2 separate regions of the Mus musculus genome follow, and region 2 is linked to region 1. The links are chromatin contacts, called in public Hi-C maps. All regions are on one chromosome and are shown on one strand. Each heading gives the region's core, a stretch centred on a gene start, on an enhancer-like site or on the middle of the called end of the contact. The rest is flanking DNA. Distances are from core to core; before and after follow the strand shown. Region 1 has its middle 21 kb from the start of Ercc6l2. Region 2 overlaps Ercc6l2 (excision repair cross-complementing rodent repair deficiency, complementation group 6 like 2).

Evidence for each region. A called contact is a pair of places that touch in the nucleus more often than the background predicts.
Region 2: a Hi-C map of regulatory T cells shows a contact between it and region 1, with 2.8 times the contacts expected there. The contact joins two enhancer-like sites. A contact is called at or near these places in 2 of 484 Hi-C or Micro-C datasets (Th1 cells and regulatory T cells) and 3 of 9 other capture datasets (adipose tissue, liver and pancreatic islet).

Annotation. Positions count from the first base shown.
Region 1 is chr13:63,790,886-63,796,691 of GRCm38.p6, reverse strand. No RefSeq gene overlaps it. Among named protein-coding and RNA genes, the nearest start is that of Ercc6l2, 21 kb to the left of the region's middle. Within about 2 kb of position 3,146, at least 15 of the 459 cell types and tissues checked have an H3K27ac peak or open chromatin away from gene starts, as enhancers often do. A contact at or near this core is called in Th1 cells and regulatory T cells, where this site is marked.
Region 2 is chr13:63,883,820-63,889,625 of GRCm38.p6, reverse strand. All of the region lies in intron 17 of Ercc6l2 (excision repair cross-complementing rodent repair deficiency, complementation group 6 like 2), which reads right to left. Among named protein-coding and RNA genes, the nearest start is that of Gm46423, 20 kb to the left of the region's middle. Within about 2 kb of position 3,350, at least 43 of the 459 cell types and tissues checked have an H3K27ac peak or open chromatin away from gene starts, as enhancers often do. A contact at or near this core is called in Th1 cells and regulatory T cells, where this site is marked.

The DNA.
Region 1 (5,806 bases), core at 1,897-4,396:
TTGGTCAAAATGGCTGTCAGTAAAAGCAAGTATTTAAGACAGATCTAGAAGACTCAGCTTAGAATTCATACAAAACATACCCAAGAGGTAAACCAATCCAATGACATGATGACAAAATAATCAAATCATTGGAATGTGAATCATACAAAATAAAGCCGTGATTTACGAATTCAGTATCATAAACAAAATATATGTGAGAGAGCATTGTGTGCTTCAGTACTGGAGAGAGCATTGTTCTAAATTAAAAGAGACTGAGACAAAAAGATAAAAGCCAGTATCTAAAACTTGACTTTTTAAGGAATATCACACTGTTTACTTTATAAAGTGCATTACAGACACTGGAGGAAAGTTGACTGTGGCTGGGGAGTAGATAACATTACAAAACTATTAGTAATTACACAGCAGAACACCCAATTTTTAGAAGCTGCTCCTGAAATTTAGGGTAGAGTGTCAGAAAGTCTGCAATTCATTTTCACATAGCACCACTAAGCATACATGTTCACACACAGGCACACATGAAAAAATATTTATTTTTTAGTATATAATGTTTGAATTTAGATGGTAGAGATGTGATGATGTGAGCCTTTGGTTGTGGTTTGTTGTTTTGTCTTTCCATTTTTTGACATAGTAAAAATGTTTACAGTAAAAAATAAAATAAAAAATATTTACAGTCAAAATCTGGGGAAAATATAAAATCATTTCTTATAAGATAGTTCCAGAATGTCTAGAAAAGCTCTGAAGAAATTCTCTTTATGAAAGATACAGAGCTAAGCTCAGATCTCCAGCTAAGGTGAATAGCCAATGACCAGGAGGTGAGAGGGTTAAGAGGAATAAAATGCCCTCCATGAGTCGGATACTAGGATGAAGCCCGCCATTCTGTACAATTAATACAGAATAAAAAAAATGAGACAGCACCCTGTACAAGCAAGTTAGTCACTTCTAAATAGAAGTCCATGAAAGTAACTAAATCCTTAAAACTTAGGCAGTTAGCCTTAAAATATCAGTTACCTGCATGTCTAAATAGCTTGTATTCTCAGGATGAAGAGGATGCAAATACTCTAGAGGACCATATACCTTTATGTTCATGAAGGTCAGTATGTTTTTAATTATTTTCAATGTTAAAGGTTTTGAGCCTTTACAAAACCTTAGAAGAAGATTGAGTTGAAGTTCTGAGCTAGTGACAGCTAACAGGTTTCATGAGCGGAATGCCTTGAGTAACCACTGTACGGCTTCAGTAACATAGCAAAGAAGTAGATGAACTTACCGGAGTAGTTGAGGGTCACATTGAACTTGTGTCTGGGCATCTCTGTAGTACAGTGGTGAGTGCAGAATGCTTCCCACTGCTGTATTTTTAGAGCGCAGGCTGAGATAGACTCCCAAGCAGCATGTTCTACCTGTTCAATGTGAGGGTAAAACACTGGGCTGGAGAATCTGTCTGCTGAGTGGTGGTGGCAGTACTGCTCTCTCTACAGCTGCAGTCGGCACTGGTTCACCTAGGAGTTAATAGAGTGATGGAGGAGAAGCTGCTTATTTGGAGAATTTGGCAAAAGGCAGCCATGTGCCTTTATAATAAGGTTTATGCATCAACTGAGTTATCTGCTATGGCCTAAATTTAACACAAATTATTAAAAACTAAGTAATTTGTGTTAAAATGTTATTATTAATTTCACACGCAGCACTCACTTATTTTGTTTTTAGTCATGTTCATCTTCCTCTGTGTTTCCTTTTATTCTACTACCCCTTGTATGTTTCTTTTTACTCTGCCCCTTCACTTTCAATCTTTGTTTTAAAGACAAGATCTCACTATGTGGCAAGGCTGGCCCTGAACCTGTAATCCTGCCTCAGCCGCCCAAGTGCTGGGATTACAGATGTGCACCACCATGTCTGTCTTTTAATATGTGCTTTGAAAATCTCTCATAGTTCACTGTAATTTCCAACAAGCCCTAGGATCGTCTGCCAATGCTCAGTCCTAGTCCCTCATAGCTTTGTCTTATACTTGTACTCTCTGGCACTCCCCAAGTGCTCAGACGATCTATATCTGCTTGCAAATGTACCAGAATTAAATACAAGATTCCCCAGGCAACTGAGAATAGAAAACCTATGTTTTAATCTCTCTTCTATTGCTAATAATAAAATACCATAGTTAAGTTAGTAATAAAAAGAAGTTAAGAACTAGGCAGAGATGCACCCCAATTATTTGGGAGACTGGGGTATAGGGATCACAAGGCCAGCCTGGACTGTACAGTCGAATCTGGTCTGAAAAGAGAAGTGGGAAAGGGAGATGGACAGTAGAAGAGAGGAATGGAGGGAAAAATGCTTACTGTGGCTCACAGTTCTGGTCCAAGGTCAAGGAGCTGTATCTGGTGAAAGCTTTCTTGCTGGCAGCATCTAGATGGTGCAGGGTAGCACATGTTGAGAAACATGTGTGTTTGTGTGTGTGTATGTGTGTGTGTGTGTGTGTGTGTGTGTGTGTGTGTGTGTGTGTGAGAGAGAGAGAGAGAGAGAGAGAGAGAGAGAGAGAGAACTAGTCTCTCCCTCTTTCTATAAAGCTGCCAGCATTAGGTCAGAGTCTCCACCCTAATGGCTTCATCTGACTCTAATCACTTCACCAAGGCTCCACCTCCAACAACAGAATCAGATTGTTTCTACTCTCTTACTACCTCACAATGGGATTCAATTTCTACAAAAGGTTTTACATGAGCTAAATGACATATGGCAACCCAATATAACTACTGGCTTTCAAGTTACCTTCAACAGAAGCTGCTTTCCACATCACACATCAAAGTCTGTCTTTCATTCGACTGCACTCAGACACACCAGGCACATGGCAGCTTTTCAGCTTCCTCCTCCTCGTAAAATTGGAAACACACATAAACTCTGGATCACTAAAAAAAGGACATCTTTTAAAAACTCCTGTTACGATAGAAAATCGTAGTCACTGGTCTTCTGAGGGACAGAGACTGGCAAAAACAAGCACTTGGCATTGATGGACAAACGTTGTAATTTTCAGAAGGAAACTTTCTCAGAGTAGACTTACTAATTATAATTGAGGAGAAATCACCTGAAGGAAACATCTACATAGCAACTCATTTCTTCTACTAAAAGTTGTCAAAGTGGAGAGTCATAATGAGATTATTTATCAGCAGTGAGCACGGCACTGAGTCATACAGGGAGCATCTAAAGTGGACTTTCCAGAAGTTGCAAAGCTTGATCAGTAGAGTAAGGAGGGGAGCTTTCCCTCCATGGTCAATACACTGCCCAGAGGCTGATAAATTGATAAGTCAGGCAGGGAAAGCAGAGCATCTTTTCCTCAGAGATACATCTGAGAGCGGATGGTTATGTTTTCCTCTTGTTTCCAAGAATGTCACTATGTGTGCAGATGCTCAGTGTACAGGCACACAAAGAACAGTCCCTTTGGCTTCCAACACCGCCTCTTTCCCTTTCTCTTTTTCTTATGCTCCCCATGCATACATCACATCTTCTGTGGATCATCCACAGTTGCTGGATAGCTGTGTGATTTTATTTCAATCTTTTCCATATTATTTTGAGCTTTCTATTGTTATGGCCTTAAGCTCAGTTCTGTCAAGAGGTAAGCCTGTGAAATGTATTCATTTTTGCTTCGATTTTTCATCTCTGATTCATTCTTAGGACCTCCCTTTCTGCTTGCATTAGCTATTTGTTCTTACGTGATAATTGATGGTTTTTTGTGAGAGCCTTAAAACATTTCTACATGGTTGCTTTAAGTTTTCAAGCTGCTGATCCCAGTATCCAACCATGTCTGAATTTGGTGATAGTGCCTATTCCGGATCCATGTTTGGAGGTTTTGTTGTTTTAGTTTGGGACTTTATATATGCATGCATGCACATAGTTTTATATTTTGCTTTTTAATGTAGCTTGTTACTTTGTTTTTGTTGAAAGCCTGTCATGAAATAGTCCTTTAATATAAAATAAAAGAAAGAAAAGTAAAAAAGAAAAAGAAAAAAATGGTCCTTTATTGTAATGAAGGTATTGTAAAAGCTATCTGTGGTCCACTGTGCTGTGCTGTCTTCTGGTGAGCCAGTGCGCACCCAGGCTGTGACCATGCAGTGCTTTTCAGAAATGCCCCATGCTTAGATGGTCAGAATGTCTACAGAGGTATAATAATGGATGTATTCCTTCTCCTAGACAGTTAGGTTCTACCAAGCCTGCATCTGGGCTCTGGCAAATGATCTCTCTTGAGACAGGCCTTATGAGTGCTCTGACTCATTTTAGGCTTTCTGTTGAAGCACACAGGAACTTCCTTCAGCCTCACTGTGAGAATCAAGGTTCTCTGGTAAAGACTTAAAGACATAAAACACACACAAGTGTGCTTGACCGCTTGGAGCTCCTAATTTCCAGACTCATCTATACTGGTGGATTTATCATGTTTATGAGCCTGGTTTCCTACTTCAGCCCTGGGAGTTGCAGTTTTGCTTATATCTAGTAGGTTGTGTTCTCTAGACATAAGTCTTCTTGTTTAAGATGTCTTAGTTTGGTTTCTGTGCTATGATAATGGGAATACCATTATGGTAATGGTGATCCATTACCAAAAGCAATCTTGGAAGTTCTAAGTCAAAATGTGTTTATATATCCCAATCACGGTCTTACCATTGAAGGAAGCCAAGGCAAGAACTCAGAGCTGGAACTTGGAAGCAGGAACTAAAGCAGAGGTTGTGGAGTAGTACTTACTGGTCTACTCAGTCTGCTTTCTTATGCAACACAGGGCCACCTCTCCAGGGATGGGACCACTCACTGTGTGCCAGGCCCTCCCACACCAATCATTAAACAAGAAAATGCCTCACAGACTTGTTTACCACAGGCAATCTGATGGAGACATTTTCTCAATTGGGGTTCCCTCTTCTCAGATGACATTAGCTGGTGTCAAGTTGACAAAGAAAACAGAACACAGAGTGAGGAGGCAAGTTTACTTGTGGTATACATAGAGTGAGATGTTCAATTTTTACTTTATCATTTTCTCCTTATTTAAAGAGTGATGGAAAAAAATGGCTTCCAAGCTCCTTACACAGGGAACAAGAAACATGTCCTTTTTGTTTTCAGTAAAGGGACATATTGTGTGTGTGTGTGTGTGTGTGTGTGTGTGTGTGTGTGTGTGTGTGTGTGTATGTATATTACATTACTGAATCTTTTTTTCAAGGTGAATATTGTAAAGGTATAAGGTTAGAATATAGCAGTTGCTCAGGCCACAGTACATGCAGCCACCCTTCCTCCTTTGCAGATATGACAGGGCCCTACTGAGGCATGAGACACTGTCTATGACTCTTTAGCTAACAGACTTTTGGGTACTGGGGTTTCTCACTTGGAAGAATGAGTTTACATTGAAGTGGGTACTGGAGCATCTTTCTTCTTATTGCCTTCCCACTTTAGGCCTGGGAATTAGAGAGCCTGGCTGCAGACTTGTACTGTGAAACCACCTCATCCTCAGAAAGATTCCATTTCTGCCACAAGGGGCCTGATTTCCTTTCTCCAGAGCCCCATCACCATCTGTCTGTCTTTCTGTGGCATCAATGACTTCACTAATAAACCCCTTACTCCCAACAATCCTACTCAGTTTCCCCTTGAACCTGTATTTGAGATCTTTCAAATATACCCGTTTGCATGCCTCAGAAGTTTTGACAACTACTACTTTCATTTCAGCCTTTCTGTGATCTGTGTAGTGACCGTGCATCATGCCAGGGACCACTGGTGCTGAGCACATTTTTTTTCCGTACTCTATTTCACAGTTAAAGTCCTTTGTGTAGAATGGTCTGAGACTCTTCTTTCTGAAGTT
Region 2 (5,806 bases), core at 2,101-4,600, 93 kb before region 1:
GAACATTTGGTCCCCAGCTGGTGACACTGTCTGAGGAAGCTGTGGAACCGTTGGAATGTAGGCTTTGCTGACAGACATAGACTATTAGGGTTTGCCTTAAGGGTTAGAGCCTGGCCCTGTTTTTGATCCCCCTCTTCCTGACTTGCCACACATTTCTGCTGCCACGAACTCTGACATGCCTTCCCATCATGACAACTGAGGCTCTGAGCCAAAATATGTCTCCTGTTAAGTTGCTTCTGTCATGTATTTTGTTACAGTGACAATAAAAGTAACTAACGCAGCTGCTTAAAAATATCAAGAGTAGGGGACTGGAGAGATGGCTCAGTAGTCAAGAGTAGTCGCTGCTCTTGAAGAGGACTTGGCTCTGATTCCCAGCACCCACGAGGTGGCTCACAACCATCCATAACTCCAGTTCTAGGAGATTTAATACCATCTTCTGACCTGTGTGTGCACCAGACATGCATGAAAAACACTCATACACATGAGTTGATGATGATGATGATGACGAGGAAGAGGAGGAGGAGGAAAAGGAAGAGGAAGAAGAAGGAGTAGAAGAAGACGAAGACGAAGCAGCAGCAGTAGCAGCAGCATCTTGACTTGAAGCTGGGCATGGTGGTGCACACTTATAGTTCCAGCACTCAGGAGTACAGGTAGGAGGGTTGTGAATTTGTGGCCAGCCTGAGCTATGCAACAAAACCTTGGCTCAAAAGAAAAAGAAAATTAAATCATCTCAAAAGAAAAATTAATAAAAAACATTTTCATTATTGAAGTACTTTCTCAAGGTGAAGGCACTAACATACTAATGGTTTGGAAGCTGCTATTACATATAATAAAATTCTGAGTTCTAAGTATGGTTATAGTAAAAACAAGAAAGGAACTATGAAAGTAAGACCCTTGTTTACTGTAGATTGAGTGAGATAATTTCTGTTAAGCTCTTACGTTAGAGAACATCCCACTTCCAACAGCCAGTCACTTGGTAGTTTCTAGTTGAGGACCACTCCCATAAACTATGCAGCACTGTTAGGCATGTTCACTATACTATCTGTACTAAAAAGAACAAATCTAACTTTTAGAATCTTTGTTAAAAAATAAAACTTACTACACAAATTTAGGAAATGCAGCAATCATTCCTCAATATAAACACAAAGTTAAATAAAACCGATGAAAAGATGTACTGAATAAAAACCAGGAGGCTACTCATAAAGGTGAACTTACCAGAGGACAGTAAAGTAATAACTCTAATTAATAAGCACTAAGGAACATCTCGCCCTTCTTTGGACTGTGGAGTCTACATGGAACAGTCAGTTGGAAGTGGGAAAATAAGGGAAAACTCCTGTACCTTTAGACTTTTAGACTAAAACAAAAAGGTAGACAGTAGGCTAAGCTAATTATGTGGACCCTAGTCTTACTTATATCACTAAAACTTTAAATACAGTGTACTGTCTTTACAAAGATGATTGCCATTAAAATTAAACTTCAGTATATAAAAGTTAATCTATATAAAACCCTTCTACAAAGGAAATTGCTCTGACGTAGGTTGGCCAAACCAGTCTTCCTATCTACCAATAATCAAACACTAAATTTGGAAATTGTTTACTTCAAAACCTCCATAAATAATTGCTTTGCAATAGCTTTGATAAGGCTATTGAATCATTATTGATTTTTCGGATTTACCTATAAAATGTGCTTCAAAATATAAAACTGCTATTTAAGGCAGACTAATGCATATATTCATGACTTGTGATTTTTAAATTATAAAAGACACGTGAGGACAGGAACTAAGAAGGCACTTGTGTAGGGATGTGTTCACTGTGCACCTGCCCTTCTCTCTCACGCTACATAAGAGCATGCCCAGTTGAATCTTATGCATGTTGTACAAATCTGAAACTCAAATCAACCCTTTCACACTTAGGAAGAAAAAACAAAACAAAACAAAACAAAACAAACAAAACCACACACACAAATAAAATCTCCAAAGCAAAACTTGAGAAAATAAATGAGTCCACACTAGGTCTTATCAGTCATAATTCTGAACAACTCACTTCTTACTATAGTTTTAGGCTTACATTGGTTATATACCATGAAAGTTATTTATCATCCTGTAACAATATGAAACAGTCAAATGTCCTTGGATAATCTGGATCTTATCTTTTTAGTATTCTTTTTACATTCATTTATTTATTTTGTACTCACATGCCAAGGCATGTGTGTGGAGGTCAAAGGACAACTTTCAGAGTCAGTTCTTTTTTCTATCACAAGGTCCCAGGGTTGCTGGCTTTTACCTGCTTGCTAAGCTGTCTCACTAGCCATCATTCCTTTAGTAAAGTACATGATCTGTAATTCAAAGCAATAGACCTAAGTCAAGGGCCTTACTTTTACTCAAGCAACAGTTTTTCAGTGCAGACTCAACTAAAAAAAAAAAGCTACAGATTTTCCAATATGAAAAGCTTAAGAAAACTGTAGATAGCAATCTTTAATGTCAGTATACTTTCAAAGGAAGGAATCCTTCTACCTTACAGCTCTATGATCACATTTGCATTTTTCTGTTTATTCGGCCACATATGGAATGTGTATATTAGAAAACAGCACTGTATAGTTCAGGGAATATTTATTAAAAAAAACCCAAAACCTCCTTTTATTAACATTAATTAAAATGTAATATAAATTTGAAGGTAAACTGCTAAAGAAAGGTTCTTACATAGAAATGAGAATTTGACAGGGAAAGGCCCTCTCATAACCACATCCTGTAACAAATGTATCAAGAGTTTAAAATCCAGGAGAGTAAAGAACTGTGGGTTTTTTTTTTTCTGTTTTCTTCTTTTCTTTTTAAACACAAGGGTTTTCAGTATAGCTGCAGGAGGCCTTAGAACTAATGATGTAGTCCAAGCTGGCCTTGAACTTGGGTACTTTTGCTTCGGCCTTGTGGTTATACAAGCTTGCCACCGTGATGCTAACTTTTGAAGATAATCATGAAGAGCCTTGTGGTTTAAATGAAAATGGCCCCTCTAGGCCCATAGGGATGGGTACTACTGGGAGGTGTGGCCTTGTTTGAGAAAGTGTCACTGGGCTTTGGGGTTTCTCTCTTCCTGCTGCCTGCAGATCCAGATATAGAACACTCTTCGATGCTGGATGCTGCCATGCTACCTACTGTGACAATCATGAACTAAACCTCTGAACTGTAAGCCAGCTCTAATTAAATGTTTTCCCTTGTAAGTGTCGCTGTGGTCATGGTGTCTCCTCACAGCAATAAAACCCAAACTAAGACAAGCCTCTAGTTTCTATTTTACAGAAAAGGTATTATGGATAATCTCTCTTGGGACTAATTCTGGAGACACATCCATAGCCAGCACACAGAATCTCCCCAGCTCACCTCATCCTACACATTGCAGAGGAAGGCTGCTCACAGTGGTGCACAGACAGGATAGCCTGTCTGTGGCAGGTTACCAGGAACTAGTGAAATCTTTGACTAGGTAGATGAGGAATGGATCTGGCTATGGCGCTGGTTCCTTTTAGGGCACACAAGAAAAGTGGATACCAGTCATACTGATGTCCTAAATCCAGGTGGTTAGCCAGTAATGGGAAACTGGAACTAAGTGGAGATTTTCAAAGGCAGTGGAAAGTCATGATGGTAGAAGGCTGAACTCAGAAAGCTGGTTCTAAGATGAACTGAGGGCCTGCCTATGCCAGTAAAGTCTGGGGCCTACAACTTGTTCCCAAAGCTAAACAGTTCTAAGCACACTCTAAGGTCACCATCATGTGTGGCCCTGCCTCTCCATCATCCTGATCACACCAAGTATGCCACGAAGAATACAAATCAAGTGTTCTTTCAGTTTCTGTTTTCATCAAGCCTTAAACTGTGAAGTCTGAAGCAGCAATGTTTTGTTTACACATCTGTTCAAACAAAAGACTTAAAAAGAGATCTCTTTGGTTAAGGGCCAAACTGTAAGCACACACAAAGGCATAAATTCGCTTATCTTTGCAATGCAAGGAACTGGGAGAGCTATCAAAACAGACAGAACAGTGAAAGAAAATCCATGCAAATGGCAGCTGGATCTAAAGTGATAAAACTGTTTAACGATCTTTGGGCAACAGTGAAAAATATTCAAATTAATTATGCAAGGTTATCATAAAGTAGGGTCTCTGTATTCAACAAAAACCTAAGGCTAAAACCTACTCCTGAACCTTAAACCACTGTCTAGGAAAAAACCAACTGGTTAGTGGATTGAACCCAAATATATACCAAAGCCACATTTTCTGCATATGTTCAAAACTGACAATCAGGCCTGAAAACACAAACATGTTGTGAGAGGAAGAGGGGACTGAAGTTGGAAACTCTAGCTCCTTTCCTCCCAGAAGGTACAATAGCTGCAATCTAAAGCAACTTTATTTTGTGTGTTGGCTTTACGGCAGGATCCTAGGCTAGCCTAAAACTCATCACGCAGCATAGGATGGTACTGAACTTACAATTCTGCTTGAGACTCTGGAGTGCTGGCATGATATAGATGTGCATCTCCATACCCAGTCTGTAGTAAGAAACTTCACAAAACTTGCCTGGCAGACGGCTCAGAAGACATAGGTGCTTGCTTCTAAACCCAATGACCTGAGTTCAATCCCCAAACCCCACACAGTGGAAGTAGAAAACCGAATCCTTCAAGCTCCATGTACATGTAACACACACACACACACACACACACAGACACACACACACAGACACACACACACACAGATACAGATACAGATAGACACACACACAGGGGGGGGGAGGGATACATGGTAAAACACACACACTAAACAAATGTAAAAGAAGAAGGAGAACGAAAATGAGAAGGGAAGAAGAAGGAGGAGGAGGAGGAGGAAGAGGAGGAGAAGAAGAAGGAGAAGAAGGAATTTCACAGAACTGTGGGAGACAGAGGATGAAGTCACATTGTAGCTCCATACATAGGCAGGCCATCTTCCTTACTCAATTCTCTACATGCTCCTTTATTAAGCAGGCTTCCTTTGCCAGCACTATGACCAACAATGATGTATAGTAAGCACGCATGCTGCTCAAACCTGACTAATTGTTCTGCATTACCTGCCACCATGGCCACTTTAATCTGAGCAGCTCAGTTGAAGGAGTTTTACTGTAAAATGGTAGTAGGGATCTGCTTTATGCTGTATTTTAATGTGGGATTAAGTAACAAGCATGTGCTGAATGCCCACTCTCTGTTGCTGTTGCTAAGTGGTGGTGGCCATGTTTAGAAATGTATGTTACTGTCTTTGTCTTCAAGTCTTGTAACATACATAAAGAACAGACACACATGAGGTCACGTTACAGGAAATTCACATCACGTCGGCAATGATGACCTGCATTGAGAAATGTGAATTGGAAGACTAGGTCTGGTTGGAGGCATGGGGTTACACACAAATCTGAGAGTATTTCCATGTTTAAGCAAAGCAAAGTGTTTTCCCTCTCGTCTTACACTACTGTCCACACTGAGGCTTCTGCTCTCAGTGTGTAGGGATTTCTGCACTAGAAAGCAGCAGTAAGCATACAGTTGGTATCCGCTAATTTAATTCTGGCACCATCTCTCCAAGACTAGCGATTCCCTGACTCCAGATGCCAATTGTAAGCCTCACTTTAGCACAGCTGTGCTTGTTAGAGCAGCTCACAAAACTTGAAAGCACTCACTTCTGCTCACTAGTTTATTACTGAGGCTATTCCACACACGGAAGCAATATGCAGAGGCAAATTTGTGGGGGGTGTGGTATGGAGCACCCATGCCTACTCTGGGTGTGCCACACTACAGTAACCTCCACATGCTCA